Linked DNA regions of Capra hircus: region 2 is linked to region 1. A link is a contact called in public Hi-C data. All regions are on one chromosome and are shown on one strand. The core of a region is the stretch at or near the end of the contact, and the rest is flanking DNA. Distances in the headings are between cores, read along the strand shown.

Region 1 (5,461 bases), core at 1,602-4,101:
GATGGAATCAGAGGGCACAGACTCCCTATTCCAGAAATGCTTTGGAGTTTGGAGAGATCAACTCAGGATTCAGAGCTGGGAGCTCTGACAGCCGACAGCTCTTCAAGAGTGAGAGAAATGAAGACCATACGCGTAGAGGTAATATTCCCCAAAGCAGCATTTTTATTTACCCACTGAATTCCAAAACATTTAATTTAGGAGTCTGGCATTTCATAATCACCCATCTTGATTGACATGGGCTGACACACGTGGTGCTGTCAGGATACACAAGGACGATAGCCAAAGAGTTACAAAAAATAAATCCATGATTCTTAAACAATTGCAACCAAAAAAAAAAAAGTTACAGGTATCAAAACTTTAGATGCATTGCATTGAAAAGAAGGTTTGTGCACGTCATAATTTAAAGAGGCGAACAAGGTGCTACTGAAACCTCACGTTAAAGTTTATTATTAAGCTGATGGAAAGGAGCAAGTGGTCTCTCGTCCAGGCTTCCCTTAATGGTTTTCCATTAGCTAAGAAAGAAGAGGGAGGGGTGAATTCACTTTCGCATGCACAGATGTACTGCTTTAACAAAACACTAGCAGCTGGTTTGAAGTGGACCATTTAAATACCAACTGTAGCCTGTGTGGCTAATTCTCCTCTCTAACTTTCTGAGGCTTTCGCCTGCAATTCACCTAGACAGGCAAGCAAACGAAAATGCCTCCTTCAGAACGCACCTGTCTGCACAATCCAAAAAGGGAGCTCCTGTGGGCTCAAAGCAACCGTCCGTCCAGCAATGCCCATGAATTAATTTATCTGGAACTGCTTCCCGGGGGGCGGAGAGCAGGTCTGAGTAGCTGTGCTGCCGTACAGATAGGTTGAGCACTGGATACTTAGTGAGTGTGGCGAGAGGGGACTGGTGGTGACGGGGCGGGGGCGGGGCGGGCCAAGGCGCTCAGTTGCCTTCTCCAGCTTCCTCGTCCTGCTGGTCGCTCGTCCAGAGGGTGAGGTTGTCTCGCAGCAGCTGCATGATGAGCGTGGAGTCCTTATAGGAATCCTCGTTTAGTGTGTCCAGCTCGGCTATGGCGTCGTCGAAGGCTTGTTTGGCGAGGAGGCAGGCCTGCTCGGGCGCATTCTGGATCTCGTAGTAGAACACGGAGAAGTTGAGGGCCAGGCCCAGCCGGATGGGGTGTGTGGGCTGCATGTGCTCCTTGCTAATCTCGAAGGCTTCCTTGTAGGCCGCCTCCGAGGCCTCCACCACGCTGCTCTTCTTCTCGCCAGCAGCCACCTCGGCCAGGTAGCGGTAGTAGTCGCCCTTCATCTTCAGGTAGAAGACCTTGCTCTCGTACTGGAAGTCATTGCAGTTCTTGATGAGGAACCTGTCCAGCAGCGCCAGCACGTCGTTGCACACCGTCTCCAGCTCCTTCTCAATCTTCTCCCGGTAGGCCTTCACCTTCTCCAGCTTCTTCTCATTCCCGTCGGCCATGGTCTTCTGCTCGATGCTGCTGATGACTCTCCAGGAAGACCGCCGGGCACCAACCACGTTCTTGTAGGCCACGGAGAGGAGGTTTCGGTCTTCGTTGGAGAGAGGTTCATTGAGCTCAGTCACCTGCAACATCCCCAAAAGATAAACACTGAGACCCAAGTTCAAAACCCTGGGAGAGAGATCTTCCCTTCAACCCCGTCAACAAGCCTCCTGAAAAACAGGATTATGTGGTACTTCCCTGGTGATCCCATTGTTAAGATTCCATGCTCCCAATGCAGGGGGCACGGGTTCAATCCCTTGGTCAGGGAACTAAGATGCCACATGCCGCACAGTATGGACAAAAAATGTCCAAAATGAAACAGGATTACAGAGAAGCCACTCAAGAAAAACCAATTGGACAAGGACCCTATCTCAACGGAGACTACAGTCTAACAGAAGAAGCAGATACCAACTCAAAGATATTAGCATTAAGAACTTTGAGAGATTCACAATTCAGGCCTTGTGCCAAGTTCTTAAAAAGTGAAACAAGCAATTGTCTATCACCACTTCCCTCCTCAATAAATCCCAGACAGAATATAAACACCCTCCCTCTTCTAATTTCCCCCATGTCCCCATCCCCAGGACTCTTCCTCTTCTGCTACAAGCCCTTGGCCGGGGATGGTCTCCCCCTCTGCCCAGTCCATCAACCCAACCACATGTCATGCTCCACAGCTGCAAGACTCCCCGACATTCCCCAGGAGGGCTGCCCACAAGCTGGGCTCCTCGGTACCACCACACAGATAGGAGTGGTGTCCACACAGGTCTGAAGTAATCCCCTATTCTCTACTCATCCACATTCCTGGGTCCTTCAAGACCTGGAACCCAATGGTGTTCTCCAAGGACTGCCTTTAAACACTCGCATACTCATGTCGCTTTACCACAAGTGTAAAGTATGGAAGCAACCCATATAAATCAGAATCCTATCTCAAATACTATCACAAATCTCAAAATGCCTGAATCCTTTAGAATGACACTTTTCTAGGACAATACTGCATAAAACAAAATGTGAGGCAAGAACAGAATTTGGAAAGCTCCTCAGATCTTCCAGTAAGCAAATCCCAACTAAGGCCACTTGATACCGAAGTGCAAGTGACATCCATAAGGAGTCACTAATATACTTCATCCTGCGACCAATAAAACTGCTTTTGTTGGACTATTGCAAAGAAACCTCAAGATACATCCCCAGAGTGTATCACTAAAATTGAGTGCATACCTGAAATATTTATATATCACACAGTGTTTGTACAAGAGGCAGTATCATTATTCAGAAAAGTCCTAAGACATGTGGAGCACAGCCTGAGCTAGTTGTGTGACCTTCAACAGAACACAACTTTTCTGGGCATCAAAAGTCAAATTAGTGAAGCCAGCCCAAACCACCTCCAAGGATTTCTTCAGCTCTAAAATCCTAGGATTGTTTTTCCTGAGCAACAATAACAGGTGTGGTTAAGGCCTGAGGTCGGTACTATAACGTGGGTGTATCTGTGGAATCCACAGGCCTGATCCTTTCTCCATCCAGAATAAACCGCCAAAAAAGGCTACTGGGCAATATTTGTAATGACGCCTTCACAAGAAACACTAGTGCCTAGGAGTGTCAGTGTTTATGTAACGATCACCTGGTCGCCTGCCAGTCTGAATGAATCACTATCGGCATCAGCTGAGTGTGACTAACAGCTAAACAAGCATTGTTCTCAGAACCCCAGCCAAAGCCTAACTAGGAAACAACTGCATATGTTTAAATATAGTGTTTTTTAATACTCCTGGATTACAACTTGGCTAACAAAAGGAAACTTATGGGAGGAAGATAGTTTTATTACTTGATCAGATGACTACAGAAAATTGGGAGTTTTCCCCAGATTGGAAAATTATAGGCTGAAGTGAAATCCGATGGCCTGTTGTAAAACAAGATTTACAGCCAGTCTTGGCTATTGATACTTAGTGCAAATAACCTTCGCTAATGTCTGCTAGTGTGAATTCTCAACACTTCAACTTCCAAAATACAGGAGCCAGGATACTTAAAGACAAGTCTGGTCACCCACTAAGAGGGGCAGATCCTGAGGGCAACGTGATGCAGGGCAGAGAAGTAGGAACTGGTCCCAACCAACCATCACACGAGCCCAGCGGGACAGCCACCTGTGGATTCGGCAGAGATGACTTCCTGCGTCTCTAGGGTCACAAGTTTCCAAACAGCTCATCAGGAACAGAAAGAGCAGACACGGAATTCCCAAGATAGGAGAGACCTAGACAAGGGTTCTCAGCCTTCTTTCTCCTCTGATGCTGGTCCCAACACTCTCATGTCCATCACATGCCAGCTGTGCCCAATGCAGCGCCTCCCCCAACACTAGGTCCTCACATGGCCATGCCAGCTTTGAGGGACTCCCCGACCTCTGCTCACTGCCCCTCTGCCGTCTGGTTCTCCTGCCCGACTCCCCACCCCAGGTAATCCTACTTAGATGCTTCCTGAAAACCTTAAGACTGCTGAACCTTTCCCATTTGGGAAGGCTCTGCCCCCACCTCCTTTGAGGACCGGCCTCCCTGCCAGTCATTCTGCTCCTGTGTGTCCTCACCCTGGAGCCTCTGGCTGCACCAGCTCCCTTCACCCCTTTCTGCTCCAGACCACATGGCATTTCTGAAAGCATCCAATGACCTGGCCAGTTACGAATTCATTTATCTTCTTGTGACACCATTGGCTTATTCAACAATCCCCAAGGGCCTCCTCCCACTAACTCAAAGGGCAATAAGCTATGTGTTTGTGAGTAAAAATAGACCCACTGCCAAAAATAGCACATGGACTATTTGGGAAAACTTAAAGTTCTCAATCTGGGAAACATCCAACCTCAAAAGCAACACTGAACAAACAAATTAAAAAAAAAAAAATCCCCTGAGCTGCCAGACCACATGGCTCAAGCTGAGGTTTAGATACTCCTCCTCCCTGAGAAGGCTTCTCAGCCTTCATGGCCACACATACACTCCTACCACTCATCACAGCCACCCACACCCACATGCTACCAACAAGCTTGCTTTTGGTATAGAAGTTTACAACAAGAAAAAAAAATCCTCAAGAACAATTACATAAACATAACCACGATAATCTTTAAGCTTCTTTAGCAGAACCCTATATAGATTTTTTAAAATGAAGTGACCTTGAAGAATGAAAGCTTTTTTTTTTTGGCTGATTCTTTCCCAAGTCAATGCCCCCCAAAGTGAAGATTCTGCCTGGTGCCCCACTGGCAAGGCACCCATCATTGGTCTCCACTTGCCCTGACCTGGAAAGGCCACCTTCTGTCCTCACCAGGGAGAAGCTGCAGGTCCTACAAGGCCAGGAAGAGACCCGGCTTTGAGCTCACAGCAGGTGAGTTCAGGTAGTGACTAATTCCTCTAAGCTCACTATTGGTTAAAATAGCTACCCTTGTATCATTAAGAAACCACCTTTGTCTTGCTCTGGGCTTAAGGAGACATTTTCATGGGCCATGACTGGCATTAAATACAACCCCATCTGAACAGGGTTACTGCACACTACTGCCCTGAGGCACCAGGTCCGAAATCTTCAGAAGCTGTGCAGGTTCCAACCAAAGTGCCAAAACCCGCCACTAAGGAGGGGATGCCACTGCAGGGTGAGGAGCAGGAGGGGCAGTTTCCACCAGCTTCGACCTAGACACGTGGGAGAATCTGACCAACCTAAACACTGAAACCTAGGCGGTCTCTAGGCTTGTAAAATATACTAAACACAATATGGAGAAACAATCTCTTAAAACTATAATTTAACATAGTCTTGCACTTCTCAATTCATAGCAGGAACTCAAATTAATATTTTGCTTCCTAAGCTTAAAAAACCCAAAAAACCGGTCTTTAAGAGACCAAGCATAATCCAGTTATGTTCCCCTGCTGTAGCTAAGACCCATAAGTGGCAGATACTGTCTTTAATTAAACTTGGCATAAATGACTTCTATCTAATAGAGG
Region 2 (5,461 bases), core at 1,172-3,671, 230 kb after region 1:
CCAAATGGAAGTGGACTAATGATCAGTATAAAAAAGATAAAAGATGAACTACTCAGTAAAGAGTGTTGCGGAAATTAATTACCCATAAGGAAAATGACAAACTAAGATCCTGTCTCACACAACTTATAAAAATGTAAGTTAGGCTACAGTGAAATTCACAGCACTTGTGCGGGGGTCTTCCCTAGTGGGTCCATGGTAAAGAATCCACCTGTAGGAGACGCAGGTTTGATCCCGGATCCAGGAGGATCCCTGTGCCACGGAGCAACTAAGCCCGTGCACTGTGACTGCCGAGCCTGTGCTCTCGAGCCCGGGGGCCACAACCGCTGAAGGCCATGCTCCCGAGAGCCCATGCTCTGTAACAACAGAAGCCACAATGAGAAGCCCTCGCGCCATAACTGGAGAAGACCCCACTCAGCCACAAACCCGCATCACAGTAAAATACATACATAATTTAAGAAAACACTTGTATGAAAAAAAAGGCACCATAAACAAAGCGAATAAATGAAAAAGTAAACAAGCTATAAAACCTAATAGTTAGTGCACCTAATAGTTCAAAAGATTAGTAAGCCAAATCTATGACCATGTGCACGGAGCAGAAAAAGCTAAATAACCCAACAGAAAAAAGGAGTGAGGGACGGTAACAAGCTCAAAACCAGAAACCCAATGACAATCAGGCATCAGAAAAGATACTGGGGTTCGCTAGGAATCCGTGAAACGTAAACTAAAGCAACAATGAAGAACCACCTCACACATATCACATTGGTGAAAATGACCCAGTCTGGCAATGCAAAGTGCTGATGAGTCCCAAAGAAACCAGAACAACAATTTTAGCATGTAAACTGGCACAGCGGTGGAGAGCAAATGGGTGATGTTGGATAAGGATGACGAGATGATACCCAAAGACCCAACAGCTTCACTTCCAGGAACGAGAAACCCTCAGACTCTCATATAGGGATGTGTGTTTAAGAATGCTCTCCGAGGCGGCTTCCCTGGTGGCTCAATGGTAAAGACTCTGCCTGCTAATGCAGGAGATACAGGTTCGACCCTTGGTCCAGGAAGATCCCACATGCCACGTAGCAACTAAACCCGCAAGCTACAACTACTGAGCCCATACGCTGCGATTACTGAAGCCCACGCACCCTGGAGCCTGTGGTCCGCAGCAAGAGAAACCACCGCAATCAGAAGCACACGCATGGAGACTCTCAGAGAGAGCAGCCCCAGCTCACAGCTAGAGAAGCCTGCGGCAGCAACAAAGACCCAGCTCAACCAAAAGTAAGCTAATTTAAAAAAGAATGCTTTCTGCAACACTTTGTAATCTTTAAAAAAAAAAAAAGGTAATCAGGAAGAAATAACAGTTTAGCAGCAGTGAGCAGATAAACTGAGTCTTACTCAGCAAAATGGCTGAATGTATGCAGTTAACAGATCTCTGTATCAACATGAATAAACCTCAAAAATACACTGCAGCATTAAAAAAAAAAGCAGCAAGCTGCAAAGTAAAGTATGATGCCATTTATAAATTTCCTAACAACACAAAGCCAGAACATTTATTCTCAACGTACATGTATACATACACTTTTACAAGTGCAAAAGAATATAAGAGAATAAGGATTTCAACATCAGGGTGGAGTTATCTCTAAGGAGGAAAGGTGGCAGAAGGAAGGATGGATAGGGCTTGAAATGTGAATTTAACTACATTAAATTACATCAAATTCTGGGGCCAGGATGGAAAAATGCTAACAGCTTTTAATTCTGTATGTTGGAGATGTGGATATCTGTTAAAGTTTTTTTTAATTTTTCTGTTGTGGGCCATTTTTACAGTCTTCTCTGACTTATTATAATATTGCTTTGGTTTTATGTTTTGGATTTTTGACTGTGAGGCCTGAGGGATCTTATCTCCTGGACCAGGGATTGGACCTGCACTGAAAAGTGAAATCTTAACCATGAGACCACCAGGGAAGATTCTTGTTAATATTTTTAACAAGTGTTTCATATTTCATGTTTTTATGTTTAAACTTCATTTTTTATAATTTCATATGTCATGATGTCTGTCCTGACTAGTTCAGAGATGTGAGGATTGAGAGGAATGACTTGAGGTTCCTGGTAAATCATACAGTACTTACCAGACACAAGGATTTTATTTATAATCTGCAGCATAAAATTTGTCTTAAGAGTCTCACAAAGCTTTCGGTCCATATCAGCGCTTTCTTATTGCTCATGTTTTTCATTGGATTTGATTCTGAATGACTTTTGTCTTATAAGTTAAATCCAACCTCAAATCATGAAAACCTATCACTGAAGACAGTCATTCAAAGCCGCTGTTGCAAGCTCTGAGGGCAAAAGCCAAACAGGAATTCTAAGCGCATGCTGAGCAACAATGGCAGCAGCAGGACGAGTCTGCAGGCTCTCAAAGGGCTGGCTGAGAGGGACACGCACCCACACAGCCCGAGCCCCGCAGTGGCGGAAAACCAGCCTCCTTCCGTTCCTGCGCTTCAGCTTTTTCACCTGGATCCCTCTCCCTCCCGAGAGCACCAGTCCACAAGGATAAGGCAGCAGGATGGTCAAGGGACGACTCTGCACTTTTCAGGCTGCTTGGGTTCAAATGCTGCCCCTGACCTTTGCCAGCTGCACGACAAAGGTCAGGGCCAGGTATCGGGGTTATTTAACCTGTAATAATCGGTTCAGTTCAGTCGCTCAGTTGTGTCCGACTCTTTGCGACTCCATGGGCTGCAGCACCCCAGCCTTCCCTGTCCATCACCAACTCAAACCCATGTCCATTGAGTTGGTGATGCCATCCCACCATCTCATCCTCTGTTGTCCCCTTCTCCCCCTGCCCTCAATCTTTTCCAGCATCAAGGTCTTTGCCAAGGAGTCAGTTCTTCATATCAGGTGGCAAAGTATTAGAGCTTCAGCATCAGTTCTTCAATGAATATTCAGGACTGATTTCCTTTAGGACCGGCTTGATCTCCTTGCAGTCCAAGGGACTCTCAAGAGTCTTCTCTAACACCATAGTTCAAAAGCATCAATTCTTTGGCACTCAGCTTTCTTTGTAGTCCAACTCTCACATGCATACATGACCACTGGAAAAACCATAGCTTTGACTAGATGGACCTCTGTTAGCAAAGTAATAATAATATGGGCTTTTAAAAATAATTTTGAAAATTGCGATAACACATGTAAGGGCCTTAGTCCAGCATCTTGGAGAAGGAAATGGCAACCCACTCCAGTGTTCTTGCCTGGAGAATCCCAGGGACGGGGAAGCCTGGGGGGCTGCCGTCTCTGGGGCTGCACAGAGTCGGACATGACTGAAGCGACTTAGCAGCAGCAGCAGGACAGTAAGACCACAAAAACACCATTACTGCTCCTACTGTTCTTGTTACCACATTATCACTGGTAACAACTAAGTCTACTTCCTTCCTATTGCTTCAGAAGTGAAGTGAAGTGAAGTCGCTCAGTCGTGTCCAACTCTTTGTGACCCAATGGACTGTAGCCTGCCAGGCTCCTCTGTCCATTGCTTCAGAAGACCTTGTGAATTCAGAGGCCAACAAATTTTTCTCTTAAAGGGTGAGATAATAACTATTTTAGGCTTTGCAGACCATGTGGTCTCTGTTGCAACTACTCAATTCTGTCGTTGTAGCCTGACAGCAGCTTAGACAATACATAAATGGACAGGTGTAACTGCATCCCAGTTAAAATTTTATAACAGGCAGCTGGCCAAACCTGATCCATGGCCGAGCGGGCTGACCCCCGACCTACACTGTTTGCACACGATCTCCACATATTGCATATACTTGCAGAGATGACGCAAAATGTTGTCTAATAGAAAGTTACTGGGGTGGGGCATGCTTCCCTGGTGGTCCCATGGTAGAGAATCCTGCCAATGCCGGGGACCCAGGTTTGCTCTGTGGTCTGGGAAGATTCCACACGCCGCAGGGAGACTAAGCTTGTGCACCACAAACACTGAAGCCCCCACACTCTAGAGCTGTGCTCTGCAACAACAGAAGCCGCCACACCGAAACTAGAGAGTCGCCCTCGCTCACCACGACTAGAAAAAGCCCGCACAGAGCAACGAAGACCCAGGGCAGCCCAAAACAAATTAACGACAAAAAAATCACATCTAGTGTATTCCTTCCCGCAGCCTCTCCGTTGAAGAGTCCAGCCTTCCACACTGCTTGTGCCTCCCACCCCCTCCTGCCCCTGGAGCTACACAAAGGGCCCAGCAGAGGCAGCAGCCCGACGCCAGAAGTCGGGTGCATTTTCTGTGGGTGGGGGCCTGACGACACGCACAGAGGACCCCAAAGCCTGAGCCTGCGGACTCACCTGCAGCTGGAGGCTCTGGGCCCAGTGCTTCATGGCTGTGGCCTGGAGGGCTCGGCCTAGGCGGACCCGGCCCAGTCGCCGTCTCCACGCACTCCACCACACCCTGCCGGAGAGGAAATCAAAGACGGGACCAGTCAGAGCATGGTCAGCAGAAGAGCAGGGCAGGGAGGGCTGGGCCTCAGACCCCCGGCTCAGGTCCCTCTCCCTAAGACCAACACCATTAGATCTGCTGCCAGAAAAAGCAATCAAAGAACGGTTCTAGCACTGCCAGCTAAGGGTTGGAAACTGATGGTCCCTAAGGTCAGACCCTTAGGGGGGAGGGCATGGCAAACCACTCCAGTATTCTTGCCTGGAGAATCCCATGGACAGAGGAGCCTGGGGGGCTACAGTCTGTGGAGTCTCACAGAGTCAGACACAACCAAGGTGACTCAACACACAAGGTTAGACCCGGCCTGAGACACTTTAGATGCTCTCTGTTTGGCCAATGTGGGTTTAAAAAAAAAAAACAAATCGCTGCCAACTACTTCAGGAGATTCCACAGAATAAACTGCAAAACTACTAGTATTTATTTATAGCCACTCCATGCAGCACGTGGGATCTTAGTTCCCTGACCAGGGATTGAACCCACGCCCCTAAGCAGTGGAAGAGCAGAGTTTTAACCACTGGACGCCCAGGGAAGTCACCCAATAATGGCTTTTAGACTTCCAGTCTTGATGGATCCCTTCCCTTCCTCCTGTCCTTGCCAGGTTTCATTCTAGCCTTGGGTTCCTTCCTACTTATTCTCTGATTTGTTCAGAAGAGCAGTAATGTGGAAAAGAGCGCTTGCAACTTCTGTTTTTACCCTGGTCATTCTAACTCACCACTATCTCCTTCCTCCTAACTTAAGCCATGCTTAGCTGTATCTCTTCAAAATCTCAACCTATCTGGCATTACTACTTATTTTTTAAGCACTTAGAGAAATTACAAATTCCCTGAATGCAAATTGTAATGTAAATATAATCTCCCTGAATGGAAATGATAAATTCCCTGAGTCCCTCAGGACTCAATCAGAAACATTTTAAGCCCGTAACAGACACTGAATAAATAAAATTATGTAGAAATATCCCCCCCAGACTCTACAGAAACTACATACTTACTAAGCATT

Evidence for each region. Hi-C and Micro-C count contacts between places; a contact is called where the count stands out from the background.
Region 2: a Hi-C map of blood shows a contact between it and region 1, with 4 times the contacts expected there. The contact joins two enhancer-like sites. A contact is called at or near these places in 2 of 5 Hi-C or Micro-C datasets (blood and liver).

What each region holds. Positions count from the first base shown.
Region 1 is chr17:823,335-828,795 of ARS1.2, forward strand. It overlaps YWHAH (14-3-3 protein eta), which reads right to left. Exons shown (of 2, transcript XM_018060921.1): 2 at 140-1,588. The coding sequence ends at 935. Among named protein-coding and RNA genes, the nearest start is that of YWHAH, 7.2 kb to the right of the region's middle. Within about 2 kb of position 2,852, at least 3 of the 5 cell types and tissues checked have an H3K27ac peak or open chromatin away from gene starts, as enhancers often do.
Region 2 is chr17:1,054,405-1,059,865 of ARS1.2, forward strand. It overlaps SFI1 (protein SFI1 homolog), which reads right to left. Exons shown (of 32, transcript XM_018060927.1): 8 at 4,318-4,420. Among named protein-coding and RNA genes, the nearest start is that of SFI1, 35 kb to the right of the region's middle. Within about 2 kb of position 2,422, at least 1 of the 5 cell types and tissues checked has an H3K27ac peak or open chromatin away from gene starts, as enhancers often do.